Linked DNA regions of Sus scrofa: region 2 is linked to region 1. Evidence: chromatin contacts called from public HiChIP or PLAC-seq data. All regions are on one chromosome and are shown on one strand. Each heading gives the region's core, a stretch centred on a gene start, on an enhancer-like site or on the middle of the called end of the contact. The rest is flanking DNA. Distances are from core to core; before and after follow the strand shown.

What was found. HiChIP or PLAC-seq counts read pairs in DNA pulled down with a chosen protein or histone mark.
Region 2: an H3K27ac HiChIP or PLAC-seq map of alveolar macrophages shows a contact between it and region 1. The contact joins two enhancer-like sites. A contact is called at or near these places in 2 of 47 Hi-C or Micro-C datasets (embryonic fibroblasts and undifferentiated spermatogonia) and 1 of 2 datasets of contacts at active chromatin or transcription factors (alveolar macrophages).

Annotation. Positions count from the first base shown.
Region 1 is chr18:47,176,338-47,184,238 of Sscrofa11.1, forward strand. No RefSeq gene overlaps it. Among named protein-coding and RNA genes, the nearest start is that of CYCS, 10 kb to the left of the region's middle. Within about 2 kb of position 5,009, at least 1 of the 83 cell types and tissues checked has an H3K27ac peak or open chromatin away from gene starts, as enhancers often do. A contact at or near this core is called in alveolar macrophages, where this site is marked.
Region 2 is chr18:47,459,870-47,467,770 of Sscrofa11.1, forward strand. The region is part of intron 16 of OSBPL3 (oxysterol-binding protein-related protein 3); the gene reads left to right. Among named protein-coding and RNA genes, the nearest start is that of DFNA5, 61 kb to the right of the region's middle. Within about 2 kb of position 5,057, at least 6 of the 83 cell types and tissues checked have an H3K27ac peak or open chromatin away from gene starts, as enhancers often do. A contact at or near this core is called in alveolar macrophages, where this site is marked.

The sequences.
Region 1 (7,901 bases), core at 3,759-6,258:
ACCATGGACGTGTTCCACATTGGTGCCATTAAATGTGTGGCTACAACTCGAACGGTGTACTTGGAAAAAGGACCATTAGGACTAGTTAATTTCAGTGTAACACAATGCTGGGTTTGGGATGAGAAAAATTGTTTGGGTTAGTAAGCAGCCCATGGTTCCATAGTTTTTATAAATAAAATGGAATCTGGCCACATTTGTTCCTTAGGTCTTATCTAGGGCTGCTTTTGTGCTGCAGCATCGGGAGCTGTATAGTTGGCAGCAGAGACTATGTCCACAAGTCATAGTCTGACTGGTGAGTCACAGAAAAAAAAAGTTCTCAGCCCCTGGTTTAGAGCTTTGCACAATTGGGTTTATTTGCCATCTGGAATGTTATACATCAAGTTCCTTGAAAATTACGTATTAGAAATTAACTGCTTCCAAGGTTAGCAGCGACCTCTTGTGCTCTCAGTTGGCTCTGATGACTCTGGGACTTTTGACACCCTTGACTGCTCTTTTTTTTTTAACCTTTTGTTTAAATTAATTTCACATAGGGAATAAAATACATAGGCATCAAAATCTTTATGCACATATAGCTGTAACCATCTGTTAGTAAGCCAAATCAGCCTGACATTTTGCCCACATTCTAGCCCCATAACTAAATTTCTTTATAGTTCTAAGGCATGTTCACATCTCGGTTCATTCTCAGGTGTGTGGAGCAAGAGTTGTGCCTGTTTTTATAGCTACGTATATAGGCTCAAGTTACTGCTAAAGGTCACAGTGACCTTTGTACTGTCACGTGTACTGATACTGCCTTTTCATGGTGCCGTCCAAACCTTCACATAAACTGTCATCACTTCATAGTCTTTCTACAAAACTTCCACATTGCTTTTCCTTTTCTTTTTTTTTTCATTTTTTAATTACTCAAATGAATTGATCACATCTGTAGTTGCATAATGATCATAACAATCTGATTTCACAGGATTTCCATCCCCCAGCCCAAGCACATCCCCCCACCCCCCAATCTGTCTCCTCTGGAGACCATAAGTTTTTTAGTATCTGTGAGTCAGCATCTGTTCTGCAAAGAAGTTCCGTCTGTCCTTTTTTCAGATTCCACATGTCAGTGAAAGCGTTTGATGTTGGTGTCTCATTGTATGGCTGACTTCACTTAGCATGATAATTTCCAGGTCCATCCATGTTGCTTAAAATGCTGGTATTTCGTTCATTTTGATGGCTGAGTAATATTCCATTGTGTATATGTACCACATCTTCTGGATTGCTTTTCCTTTTCAAAGACAGCTTTCTCCAGGCCTCTGAGCTTCGGCAGCCCTTGAAATGGATCCTGCTTATTCTTGCCGTCGACAGCACAGGCCTTGTGGTCTTGGCATCTTCCAGATCACTTCTCCTCACAAGCAGACCTGCTGGATGAGGTTCATGACCCTTTGCTCTTGTCCTTACTTCTGGACCTTCGTCACATTCACTGGGCACTTCAGTACCTAGTTATGTGCTTCTCCATTCTGTCTTTTTTAAAATTAATGATAGTGGTAATAGCTACATACAGGTGAATGACCCATCATTAATGCCACTCTAATCAGTATTTTTCACTGATCTTAACTCTTCTCAGAGCTTCTTTCCAATAGTTAAAACTTAGGGTTGTCATTGCTCCAGAACTACTTAACCTCTGAAATTAAAAATCCTTCCAGGAGTTCCTGTCGTGGCTCAGTGGTTAACGAATCCAACTAGAAACCATGAGGTTGCGAGTTTAATCCCTGGCTTCACTCAGTGGGTTAAGGATCCGGCGTTGCTGTGAGCTATGGTGTAGGTCGAAGACTTGACTCGGATCCCATGTTGCTGTGGCTGTGGCATAGGCCTGTGGCTACAGCTCTGATTAGACCCATAGTCTGGGAACCTCCATATGCCACGGGACTTCCACATGCCACAGGTGTGGGCCTAGAATAGACAAAAAGACAAAAAAATAAAAAATAAAAATCCTACCACCCCAATGTGATCACAACTTCATAACACTCCATGTCTCATTCTTAGTTCTGTTTCCCTGAACTCGTCAAAACCTCCAGTTTCTGATCATTCCCTTGGGGCCTCCTTGCCTTAGCCAGCTTCTCAGTGTATCTTTGCAGTCACTGCATTGTCTGCATCCTCTGCCCTGTCCCCTGTGTTGCCTTTTGTGGCATCTGCTCTGCCGCCACCCAGCCTGGAAAGAAGTCATCTGCATTCTTCGTTTCCGCACCTGGTCTGAGTACTGTGAGAAAATCCCACGCTTCTGCTGATGGTCACCCCTGTAATCAGCATCTCTGATTCAGCTGAGCTAGCGGAAACCCAGTGCAGCCGTCCTTTCATATAGCTGTTCTCTCCCCGTCTTCCTTGTGGTTAATTTAGAGGGTCCCCGTGCTTCTCAAGCTTCTTACTTCACCTGTCTCCCCTTCTCTCACAGCAGACAGCCTCAGATACAAATTCTCTAAGGAAGGTTTTGGTCCTCCCCCATCCCTACTTTCAACAGTGTTTTTAATTGGGATATGATGCAGAATCTTCAGCGACATCAGAGTATGGCTCCAAATGTTACAGATGCTCCAGCGTGGTCACCCTAACACCCATTCCCAACCCCCTTGTTCTCTGCCTCTCCCATAAAAGTTCGAAGAGAGAAATGCTTCATTTCAGTGCCAGAACTTAGCGTTGGGAGCCACACTCCAACAGATCAAATACACTGCATAAGTTCTGGAAATTGCAGGTTTCCTCACCTAGTTTATAAGGTAGTTTAATGAAATTATAGGTACCCCTCCCTGAATCAGGCAGGGGTAATGCATCTGGACCAAGAGATGACAAATCTTTCCAGTTTGCAGATGAGAGGGGAAAACTATAGATAGAAAATCACCTGCCTATGGTGTGAGTTGGGACATACCATGTTGTAAAAGTTTTAGGTTTTTTTTTTTGCAGGGGGGGCGTGGGTGGTAACTGCAGCATATGGAAGTTCCCAGATTAGGGGTTGAATCAGAGCTGCAGCTGCAGGCCTATGCCACAGCCACAGCAATGCCAGATCCCCAACCGTGACCTACATCACAGCTCATGGCAACACTGGATCCTTAACCCACTGAGTAAGGCCTCAGTGGATCGAGCGTGCGTTCTTGTGGATACTAGTTGGGTTCATTACCACTGAGCCTCAGTGGAAACGCAAGGAAAACTTATTTTTATTGGTGAATGTTGGAGGAAGAGAGTCCAAGAATCTGATTTCTTCCCTGATGCTGCTTCATGGACACACTAGCCCATCTATGCCTTATGTTTTTGCATCTGCAATAATTATATTAGTCTGTAGGGTTGTTGTGAGGAATAAACACATGAATGTGCTTGTTTTCTGGCACTCAACTCATTTATTTTTAATTCCAGTTGATTTACAATATTCTATCAATTTCTGCTGCACAGCAACATGTCCCAGTCATTCACATATATACATGTACATGTGTGTGTGTGTGTGTGTGTGTGTGTGTGTGCAAACTTAAGTTTAGCTAACTTTAAACCGATGGGCAGGACAGTTTGTCAAATTAGCAGCTGGACAGCTCGCATGGAAGGGAGAGGATGCTTACTGGATGACTTAACTGAAGTGATTCAGTGGGTTCAGTGGATTTCGGAGAAGTGTCTGGAATCACAAATTTAGGGCCGTACCCGAAGCATATGGAAGTTCCCAGGCTAGGGGTCCAATTGGAGCTGTAGTTGCCAGCCACAGCAACTTGGGATCTGAACCAATGGTACAGTCTACACCACAGCTCACGCCAATGCTGAATCCTTGACCCACTGAGTGAGGCCAGGTATCGAACCTGAATCTTCATGGATACGAGTCAGATTCATTTCCCCTGTGCTACAACAGGAACTCCCTATCCATCATTTTAACACTCACCAGGTGATGTCTAATTCTTTATTAGTGACCAGGGCCAAGAATGAAGTACAGGGAGTTCCCATCATGGCTCGGGGGGTTAAGAACCGGACAGTGTCCATGAGGATGTGGGTTCTATTCCTGGCCTCCCTCAGTGGGTTAAGGATCCAGCGTTGCCGTGACCTGTGGTGTAGGTCATGGATGTGGCTGGGATATGGTGTGGCTGTGGCTGTGGCTGTGGCATAGGCTGGCAGCTGCAGCTCCAATTCAACCTCTAACCCGGGAACTAACATATGCCACACATACGGCCCTAAAAAGAAAAAAAAAAAAAGTACAGCCTCTACCAACTCCACTTACTTTGAGGGCTTTTTTGAGGGGGTCTGAGACATTGGGTCAACAGGTTAAACGGGTGCCCGATTTTCATACACTCTTCATGTATGTTTGCCTAGCTTTCCCAGTAGCCTCACAAAATCATAGTTTTTAAAACCCCCGTTGCTAGGATTATGCCAGGCCTAGCCCAACGTCTCCTGAACATTGGAGGGTTACCTCAACAAGAAAGGAGACAAATCAACTTGGAAATATGTGCACTGGAAGTAGTTTAGAGTAGGAGATGCTTAGGAGGCTGGCTTCAGCCCACCACTGTTCCCCACCCCAGAAGGATTTATCTGGAGGCTTAATCTAAGACGATAGCAGGGTTCAGCTGTACGGTTTTTGTTTTTGTTTTTGTTTTTTTTCTTTTTTTGCTGAACCTGTGGCATATGGAAGGTCTCAGGCTGGGGGTAGAATCTGAACTGCAGTTTCAAGCCACAGCCACAGCAACACTGGATCCAAGCCACATCTGCAACCAGGGATCGAACCCACATCCTCACAGACACTATGTTGGGTCCTTGTTGAGCCACAAGGGAAACTCCCACCCATAAGATTCTTGCTTCACAGTGGTTGCTAACTTGTCTTGAGCAATATTCAGTAATTATATTGTTAAAGAACGTTGGTTCTGGGAGCTCCTATTGTGGCTCAGCAGTAACGAACACGACTAGTATCCATGAGGATGTAGGTTCAATCCCTGGCCTCGCTCAGTGGGTTAAGGATCCAGTGTTACTGTGAGCTGTGTTTTAGGTAGCAGTCGAAGCTTGGATCTGGGTTTGCTCTTGCTGTGGTGTCGGCTGGCAGCTACAGCTCCGATTCAACCCCTGGCCTGGGAACTTCCCTATGCCGTGGGTGTGGCCCTAAAAAGACAAAAACCAATAAAAATTTAAGCGTAATGGAAATGAATATTTCTTAGAAGAATGTATATATGTGTATAACCAAATCACTTAGCTGTACAGCAGAAATTAAACCAACATTGTAAATCAAATATACTTCAATTTTAACAAGGAAGATTTAGAACTTCCTACATGGAGCAGCTGTGGCACAAGTCATAAATTTGGTGTAGGTTTGAACCCTGGCTTGGGCATGGCCAAAAAAAAAAAAAGTAAGACTTAAGATTTACCAATGGGTTTTCGGAGTTCCATCATGGCTCAGTGGTTAACGAATCCAACTAGGAACCATGAGGTTGCGGGTTCGATCTCTGGTTTTGCTCAGTGGGTTAAGGATCCGGTGTTGCCGTGAGCTGTGGTGTAGCCTAGCAGCTGTGGCTCCAACTGGACCCCTAGCCTGGGACCCTCCATATGCCGCGGGTGCGGCCCTAGAAAAAAAAACAAAAAAAAAAAAAAAAAGAAAAAGATTTACTAATAGATTTTATTATCCATACTCCTCTCATCACCACAGAGAGATGATGAGAAAGCTAGTTTTTCAATGGGAGGGAGAATGCAGAGGATCTGCTAGGGATGGATAGTGGAGCATTAAAGAAAAATGACAACAAAAGCTGTTTCTTCCCTCCAGAATATGCGATAAAAATAACTTGCTTTCATTAAAAAAAAAAAAAAAAAAAAAGAACCAGTGCTTAGTGGGGAAACAGGAAGGGTCTTCCTATTTCACCCCTTCCCAACCTACTGTCTCTCAAAACAGGTAATAAAGAAGGGCCTTTTTTATTATAAGGAAAGTCAAGTAAAGACATAAGGACTCTTTTTTAGCATAATAAAACAGAATGTAGGCTGTAGTATATGCCAGGTTCTTTTTGTAGATATCCTATCTAAAGATTCTGATAGCAGAGTTCCCATCGTGGCTCAGTGACTAACAAACCCGACTAGTATCCATGAGGACACGGGTTCGATCCCTGGCCTTGCTCAGTGGGTTAAGGATCCAGGTTGCCATGAGCTCTAGTAGAAGTCACAGACACAGCTCAGATCTAGCATGCCTGTGGTTGTGGCATAGACCAGCAGCTGCAGATCCGATTGGACCCCGAGCCTGGGAACCTCTATATGCTGCAGGTGCAGCCCTTAAAAAAAATAAAATAAAAAAAAAAGGATTCTGATAGCTTTCTTCTGTTCTCCACCCTAAAGTTAAATCAAGCAGGTCACAACCAAAGCCTATACTAGTAAATACGAAAGAATTCAGGTAAGGTATTTGATTTTCTGGGCCTGGGATTGAATCTGAGCTGCAGCTGTGATCTATACCACAGCTGTTGCAACACTGGATCCTTAACCCACTGCATCTGGCCGGGAATCAAACCAGTGCCCAGCAGAGACCTGAGCTGCTGTTTTGGGATTCTTTTTTTGGGGGGGGGACACCCACGGCTTATGGAAGTTCCCAGGCTAGGGGTCGAATCGCAGCTGCAGCTGCAGCAGGCCTATGCCACAGCAACTCGGGATCTGAGCTGCGTCTGCAACCTATAAAACAGCTCACGGCATACTGGATTCTTAGCCCACTACGTTAAGCCAGGGATCGAACCCACATCCTCGTGAATAGTAGTTGGGTTCCTAACCCACTGAGCCACAATGGGAAGTCCTGCAGCAGATTCTTAACACACTGCACCACACGGGAACTCCAAGGTATGTGATTTTCTAATGGATTCTCTCCGTTTCAGAAGTTGTCCCTTCACCCAAGCTGGATCTCCAGCAGGAGACCTTGAAGGTGAAAAGGTAAATACCTTTACCCCCTGGCCTTCTACAGAGCAGGGGCAGTATCTAAATCCAACTTCTTTTTTAACTCACTGGAAGACAGGGAACCGCCCTTTGGGACACAGCCACAAGCTCACTGCTTTTTTGTTCCTCTCCTCGTTCACTAACCGTTTCTTCTGAACCTCATTTGTAGGTTTCTTTTTATCCACTCTGGAAGAGATTGTTGTTTGCCTACATGATATCCATTTTCCTCTTCACTTTTAGGTGTGGTCAATGGCTCACGCTTTTAGGTGTGAGTTGAGTGGGACTTCTGGGAAGAGTTGATTCAGCCAGGAGAACTGCTGCACCTGTGGCATATGGAGGTTCCCAGGCTAGAGGTCAAATCGCAGCTGGAGCTGCTGGCCTACACCACAGCCACAGGAACGCAAGATCTGAGACTCGTCTACTACCTACAGGACAGCTCAAGGCAACGCCGGATCCTTAACCTACTGAGCAAAGCCAGGAATCAAACCTGCATCCTCTTAGATGCTAGTCATGTTCATTAACCGCTGAGCCATGGCAGGAACTCCAAGAACTGCCCTTTTGTCCGTTTTCTCCTTCCTGCCTGGAAACTGGATGTGATTGCAAAACTCCTCTGGAACGGTCTTGGACTTGAACCGTGCACCTGAGGATGGCAGAGCAGAAAGACAGAAGGAACTGGCATATCGGTGATCTAATGAAGCTGTCATATGAGTTCAGACTTCTTTAGCAATTTAATAACCTTCTTTCTTATGTAAGCCTTTGTTTTTTCAGTTTCTATTGTATGCAGCTGATTCTAATCCTAGCTGATAGGCCCAGCCCTTATACTACCAAAACAGATTTATTTGCCTGACACACAGCAAGCTGAATCCTGGGACGCCAAGGTTTGCAGCAGCAGAGAAAGAGTTTACCTATAAGGCAGGCAGGCAAGGGGACGGGAAAACAAGTCTTAAATCTGTAGCTAAAACTTGACCTCTCTCTACTTCTGCTAGAAATGCAGACACAGAGTTTAGGATGAAAGAGAAAAA
Region 2 (7,901 bases), core at 3,807-6,306, 280 kb after region 1:
TTAATGGTGTCACCTGTGGTAACCACAGGATTGGTTTTGAAATCTGCAAGTTTGTTTCTGTTTTATAAATAAGTTCTTTTTTAATAATTATATTAGATTCCACATACAGGTGATAACATACGGTATTTGTCTTTATCTGACTGACTTCACCACTCACTGTGATAATCTCTAAGTCCATCCATGCTGCTGCAAATGGCATTGTTTCATTCTTTTTGTGGCCGAATAATATTCCATTGTATATAGGTACCATACCTTCTCTATCCATTCTTCTGTTGATGGACATTTAGGTTGAGAAGCAACTTTTAAAATGCTTTTTAATGTGCAGATATACAGTGGGGGGGGCTGTTGTTTTTTGGGTTTTTTGTTTGTTTGTTTTTGCTTTTTAGGGTTGCACTTGCAGCATATGGAAGTTCCCAGGCTAGGGGTTGAATCAGAGCTGCAGCTGCAGGCCTATGCCACAGCCACAGTAGTGAGGCATCTGAGCTGCCTCTGTGACCTACACCACAGCTCACCACAATGCCAGGTCCTTAACCTTCTGAGCGAGGCCAGGGATCAAACCTGCATCCTCATGGATACTAGTTAAGTTCATTACTGCTGAGCCATGACAGGAACTCCCATCATGCAGTGTTAAGAGCAGTTAGAGAAGTGCTGAAATAATATATACTGTACATCCTCTACTGAATCAGGTGGTTTGAAGGTGACCTTATGTCTTTGGTGAGGCTGTGACCGAAAGTCAGCCATGAGGCAGCCAGGAGTCCTCACAGCTGGCCTCACTTGGGAACACCACCAGTCCTGGTCATGAAGGAGCCACTTCACCTGTCTGGAATTTAGCCTTATGGCCTCAGATAGTTGATTCTTTTAATATATCCCAAGATGGATGAGTTTCCAGGGACAGAGTCACACTAGCTAAGCTTATGAGAGACTGAGATATAGACCAGCAGGCTTCAGTATGCCTTTTTTATGAAAATTAGACCTGTCATTAGAGCAGCCCAACCAGGAATACTTTCCCTGCAGACAGATTACTTGAGAAGCCAAAATCAAAGTCATCAAGTGAGTGCACAGGTAAGGAGAGCTGGCTCTTCAGTTCAGTGTGTCAGGCTGTCCCCTGCCCCAGGACTGGGAGGGCTTTGGCCCAGAGGAGACGCATCGATTCAGCCTCCTGCGCTCCCTCTCCCACCCTACTGTCTATGCGCCCAGCGCACCCACTGCATGAAGCCTTCTCGGGGAACACATCTAAGGAGAGCGCCAGAGCGTTTGTTCCGTTTCCCGCTGGAACCTGCCAGCCTGGCTCTTCCTGCTTCTGGCCCTGGAGACAGTCTATTATGGAAACAGCGTGACGCTGCCCTTGTCCATCGTGTGAGCTTTCAGAGTTCGGGGGCGTCTTTGCTTTCTTGCCCCTCTCTGCAATGAGTAGGGGTTACTGAATGACTAATAAACTGAGCCGGACCTCTAAATTCGTATTTCGAGGTGGAATTTTATTCTAAGAACACCGAGAGAAATCCTATCTGCAACTGAAAGGACATGGAAAGAGACAAAGGTACCCAACTTTTAGCTTTTCTACTGAGTTTTCCAGACCACAGGGGCAGGTGCTTTGGAAAGCGGTGTCTCTCTTTTTCCTCCAAGCCCTTGGCCTTTGTTGCCCGTGGTTTTGGTGGGGGTGGGGAGGCTTGGAGTCATCAGGGGCAAAGGGAGTTTGCTTCAGAGTTCAGCTCCATGGAAGCTTGCCCCCAGTACATCATTTCTCACCTAAAAGACCCCAAAATTCGGGCTAAAAATGGCTCATGGCGTCAGGAAGCGGAGAAAGCAGTTGCTGTTCGAATGTTCCTTGTCACAGTTAACGAGCATCATGCTGCAGGGCGCGTTACGCTTTTCACATTTGTACGGGGTCTTCTTTGGTCTTCACATACCCCGTGTGGCAGGTGAGGCACCCGAGGCCTGGCCCCTCTGGGCTCCGGCGCCCCTCCACTGACACCCTCGGTTGCCACCCCAGCATCCTCTCTCCCCCACCTTTTTTTGGTGTCTCTTAACATAGGTTTAGTTACTGTGCTCAGAGCTGCCAGAGGCATCAGCTGCCCCTGTGAAAACAGCCTTTCGTAGACTGTTCAGACTCTGAGGTTTTGCTTGTCCTTGTCCCTTCAACTTTCATCCTCCCGACTCAAGCAGGACTTTGTTCTCCACTCCCGTTGGGGGCTGGCCAGGAGCCTTTGTGAACAAGGAACGTTCAGGAATCAATCATAAACATTCCAGTCTCATGTTCTAACCTCTGACTGTTCCACCCTCTCAGGGAGGGGTTTCCTCTCTGCCAAGAAATCTGATTCAGCCTTGGTTTTCCAAGTATGCCAGAAAGGGGAACATTCCGAAGGAAAGACTTTCTTTCCCTCCGCAGGGCCAAGTATGGTCCTGGTAGGTTACCCTCACTGATGCTCTGGCTGCCTGGCTGGAGCTTCATCAGGGACCCGCTGGCTCAGAAAATTCATTTCAGGAGTTCCCGTCATGGCTCAGGAGTAATAAACCCGACTAGTATCATGAAGATGCAGGTTCAGTCCATGGGGGCCCTCTCAGTGGGTTAAGGATCTGGTATTGCCGTGAGCTGGGGTGTAGGTCAGATGTGGCTCAGATCCCACGTGGCTGTGGCTGTAGTGTAGGCTGGCGGCTATAGCTCCAGTTCGCCCCCTAGCCTGGGAATTTCCATATGCTGTGGGTGCAGCTCTAAAAATAAAAGAAAGAGGAAATCCATTTCAGTTCACTTTGCTTCTTTTTTGTGCCTTTGGGAAAAGCTTGGTGTCTCTAAAGGATATGCAGTTAAGCTATTGTCTAAAAGTGGCTTTTCCTAATTGCCTGGCGCTTCAGGCGTCAGATCACTGTTCGAGTCATTTTAACCATTATCCACCCAGCCACCTGCTGTTGAGTTTCTGACAGAAAAGCTGAGCAGAGTTGTTGAAAGTTACTAAAAGGTAAGAGATTCAAATGAAGTATTTTTTCCTTTGCTTCCTGGCTCAGCCTTCTTCTTTTTCTGTTAATCATTAGAACTCTGAACACACATTCTTGGCTGGACTTGAAAATACCATACCTATCACCTACCTCTCTGCACACCCACCTGACCCTCTCAAGAGTCCTTTTATTTACTAGTAGGCAGGGTTGTTTACTTCTGATAAAAGTGGCAGCTTATTTAAAGACTTTATCAAGGGGAAATTCAAGCTGTTCAAATAAAACTCGGAATTCTTGTGGCTCAGTGGTTAATGAAACTGATTGGCATCCATGAGGATGCCAGTTCGATCCCTGGCCTCGATCCGTGAGTTAAGGATCCGGCATTGCCACTGCTCAGACTTTGAGTTGCTGTGGCTGTGCTGTAGGCTGGCAGCTATGGCTCTGACTTGACCCCTAGCCTGGGAACCTCCATATGCCGTGGGTGCAGCTCTAAAAAGACAAAAAGACAAAAAAAAAAAAAAAGGCAATAAATCAACTGTAAGGTGACTCAACCAGTGCTTTCCCATTTTTAGGTCAAGTCATTATTTAACTTTTTTTTTTTAAAGAAATTGTGTTTATCAAAGAAAACTCTATGCTTAACTCTAAACTTAGTGGAAGAGAAAATAATTGGCAACTGTATTTTCCCCAAAACTGGGCCTTGGCATCATCCTTAAGAGCTTCCTTCTATAATCCACATGCTACTCATCAGCAAATCCCAAGGTCTTCCTTGCAAAGCCAGCCAATGTCACTGCCTCTGCTGCTGGTGCTGGCCACTGAGCCTGGCATTGATGACCAGGCTTGTGCAGTAGTCTCATTAACCAGTCTCTTGTTTCCATAGCCTGTTTCTCACCCAGCAGCCAGATTATCTCTCTCCGGATTCCCCAAGTCACGTGGGATCAAATCTCACAGTCCACGAAACCCTCCTGGACGCCGCCCCGCCCCGTATCATGCCCCCTCCCACTTCCCCTCACTCGGCTTCAGCCACACTGGCCTTTTGGGCTTTTCCTAAAACACACCGAGCATTTGCCAACCCTGGGCAGCGGCTGTGTGTTCTGACCTGGACACACTCCCTCAGCTGAGTGGGTGGTTAGTTGCCTTGTTTCTCTTGCCCTGGAAAGGTCCTACCCCTCCTGCCCCATCTGGGATACACTCCCCCTCGGCATCCCTCCACCCCATCCTTGCCGCATCCCCCTCCACATGTTACTCCTGGTAGATGCTCTGCTTGTTTGCTTCTTGTCTGTCTCACCCCTGCACTGAAATGTCAGCTCCATGAGGATGAAGACCTGTTGTATCCCCAGGGGCTAAGACAGTGCCTGACACACAGGCAATCAGGAAATGGTTAACGAATGCCCCCCTCAACTCACTGGGTAGCTCTGACCTGCCGCTTGGTCTCTTTTCCACAAGTGGCCCTTCGTGGTCAGAGACGGGTCCAGAACTAGGAGGACTCTGTAGTTGTGTCTCTGGAAAGCTGCAGAACTGCTGTGTTTAAGGGACATTTTTCTAAATCTGGAGAAGAAAAAAACCTACCAAATGCACAGATATTGAAATATACTCTTTACTTATGCACTTCTCCCCTTACCAAGTGCCTCTGATGTAAAGTGCATCCTCAGAGCATGAATCAAAAATGATTAGGTCAGAGTTCCCATCGTGCTCAGCAGAAACAAATCTGACTGGTATCCATGAGGACCCAGGTTCAATCTCTGGCCTCATTCCATGGGTTAAGGGTCCAGCATTGCCGTCAGCTGTGGTTTAGTTTGCAGATGTGGCTTGGATCTGGCATTAGTATAGGCCAGCATCTACAGCTCTGATTTGATCCCTAGCCTGGGAACCTCCATATGCTGCAGGTGTGGCCCTAAAAAGACAAAAAAAAAAAAAAAAAAAAAAAAAAAAAGATTAGGTCAGGTGAAGAAAGACCTCAGATATACAAATAAATTACAAGAATGCCTAATTACCAGGGAAATTCATTGACCTCAGGATTAGAAAAAGAAGCGCAGAAATACTTGCACAATAAAAACCACAGATACTCATTTCCTGAATGTTTGGGGAACCTTCCCAATCAGAAATTGCTCTTATCGGATTGGACGGGAGAGGAAGTGATGGAGGAGAGTCCTAGCGAGTCAGTCTAAAGCGGACTCAGCCAACAGGCTAACAGACAGTGTCTGCTCCGAGGCTGAATCAGTTCAGACTCAAAGTCAGAATCTAAGGCTTTTCTATGCCTAGGTTAAGATGTAATGAGAAAGGAAACCCAGCCAAGTCCCCTACAAGCAAGGACAAGGAAGACTGTGCTTGTCACTCTCTGCTCTGGTAGATTTTAGAGAGAGTACCATCAACGAAGATGACATGGGTAACTGTGAATTAATTATGCCTTTCCATGGATGTTAAAATGAATCAAAGGCTTCATAGCATCTTTTCCAACTGGCTGGCATCGACTGCCACCTCTGATGCTGGAATTCAAAGAAAGCAGATGTTAGAAGGACAGCATTTTGAAGCCAGAGGAATCCTCAGACCTTACTTTTCAAAGAAGTAAGACTCAGAGAGGTTGGAAAGCTCAGACTCAAAAGATCCCTTTTCTGAATATCCGTGAGATGGGATGGCAGTGGCGTGCAGAGACCCTGGGGAGGGACCAGAGCCTGATTTGAGAGCAGCCATAGAGAGACAGCTGGGGCATCACAGGAGAGCATTGGATTTGAAGTCAGAGGACCCGGGTTTAAAGCACTCCCTTCATGGTATTCCTGTTGTGGCTCAGTGGTAATGAACTACTATCCCTGAGGACACAGGTTCAGTCCCTGACCTCGCTCAGTGGGTTAAGGATCCGGCGTTGCCATGAGCTGTGGTGTAGGTCACAGACGTGGCTCAGATCTGGCATTGCTGTGGCTGTGGCGTAGGCTGGCAGCTGTGGCACCGATTTGACCCCTAGCCTGAGAGCCTCCATATGCTACAGGTGCAGCCCTAAAAAGAAGAAGCAAAAAAAAAAAAAAAAAAAAAGGGCATGTACACCAGATAAATCATTCCCTGAGGCCTTTTTAAGCCAGAAAGAAAGAAGCTAAATCATTGATTGTCAGTGTTGAGATTTATTCCTTTAGAAAACACCCCTTCGAGCCCCTCTAAGGCACTTTGCTAAACATTGATTCATTAGTCTGACCCAACCATTTTAAAAGGTCAGATTTGCATTTTTATGGGACATATGTATACTTTATCGAATGACAGGGCTTCTCTTATAATTCACATGGACAGTATATTTATCTCTGTTTTATGGGATTTTTAAATTATTACAGGAGAGTTTACAGTTTTTATACATTGCATTTTTGCTTTGATGTTTATGTTTGGCCAGACTTACAAAATGCCAAATTCCTCATCGAGGCTGTGATCTCTACCGTTTTGATGCATATTTCTGTGGGGCTGAATATCATCTACTTTATAATAACCTACTTTAAGATACGCCTACACTGCGAGGCTGGGGAGCAGAGCCAGTGCCGCCTGTGGACAGGCCGGTGCGGTGACAAGTGAGGGGTCGGAATTCCCTTGGCCCTAGTTATATATGCTCCCACAGTTTTAAGGTAAACACACTGTTTTCGCTGAGAGCTACCGGGGGGAGAAGGAAAGACCGGGGGCCATTTGTGAAATGAAGGATCCTCAAGGGTTGGGTTGAAAAAGACAATGAAGGAAAAGCAGAGGGAGTTGCTCTTTTTTTTTTTTTTTTTTTTAAAGGCCACACCTGAGGACATATGGAGGTTCCCAGGCTAGGGGTTGAATTGGAGCTACAGCTGCCGGCCGACACCACAGCCTCCGCAATGGCAGATCCAAGCTGCCGCTGTAACCTATTCCATCGCTCACGGCAATGCCAGATCCTTAACCCACTGAGCAAGGCCAGGGATCGAACCCGCATCCTCATGGATGCTAGCCTGGTTTGTAATCCTCTGACCCACAAACGCGACTCTTCGAGTTGCATTTTAGGAGTTAGGTTTCTAAGCCAGTGTCTGAGTTGAAACTCCCAGAGTCACAGGAAGGGGTTCACACTCTTAAGAGGCCTGTGAGAATTAAGACCACCCCTGGGGCTGGGGGGGAGGGGAGAGGACACACACATGCACTTCCCATCTCAGGTTAGATCTGAGATTTAAGTTTGTTGAGACCTGGAAGATACTGGCCCCACTGACCCCTTTGTCCCTACCTTTCTTCGGGCCAAGCTGGACCCTTGCACCCCCATCGACTGACCAGGTCTGCGACGGGACTCAAGATTAGCTTGCCCCTACCCTCCTGCACCTGGAGGAGGGCCACGGACGTGGTTCGCAAACCGCGTTCCTCTCTGCAGTCAGGGGTCCAGAGCCAGGCAGGTGGTTGTGGACTTGTCACCCCCGCTTCTCCACCACCCCTGCTCACCTCAAGCAGCACTCTGAAAATTCTGAGCTCCTGATATGTTTGAAAATAGGGTGCAGCTGCTTCCAACAATTGTTTTTTTTGAGGCTTTGAACACCGTCTGCAAACCAAAAATGCTGGGTCTTCTCTCTCCGTCTCCCCATCCCTGTGTTTAGGAGACGTTCCTGTTGCTTCATCTCTCTGGTTTTATTCTCAACGTGTAATAGGAAGGCTTTGGTCTGAAGGCTTTAAATGTAAGCTTTGCTAAGAACCAGCTAGGTCAGAGAATTTTCTGGAAACATCACTAGCAGCGCTGTTCTGGTTTACTAGTGCTGAATTATGATAATAGCGCATACACTGCTCTCGAGCCTTCCGTGTTCCTGAGATAATGAGGCCATCTAACAGGGGCGTTTTCTCTTTAGCTTCTTTGTTAGTGAATAAAATGCCCCCAGTGACACAAGCCAGGAAAACGTGCCACAGTCTCTGGTACAGGGGGCTCTTTTCTAGACTGTCGCTGCATGTTTATTCAAGATATTTTTATGAACAAAAGAAATGAAAAAAAAATTTCTTAGCAGCTGACT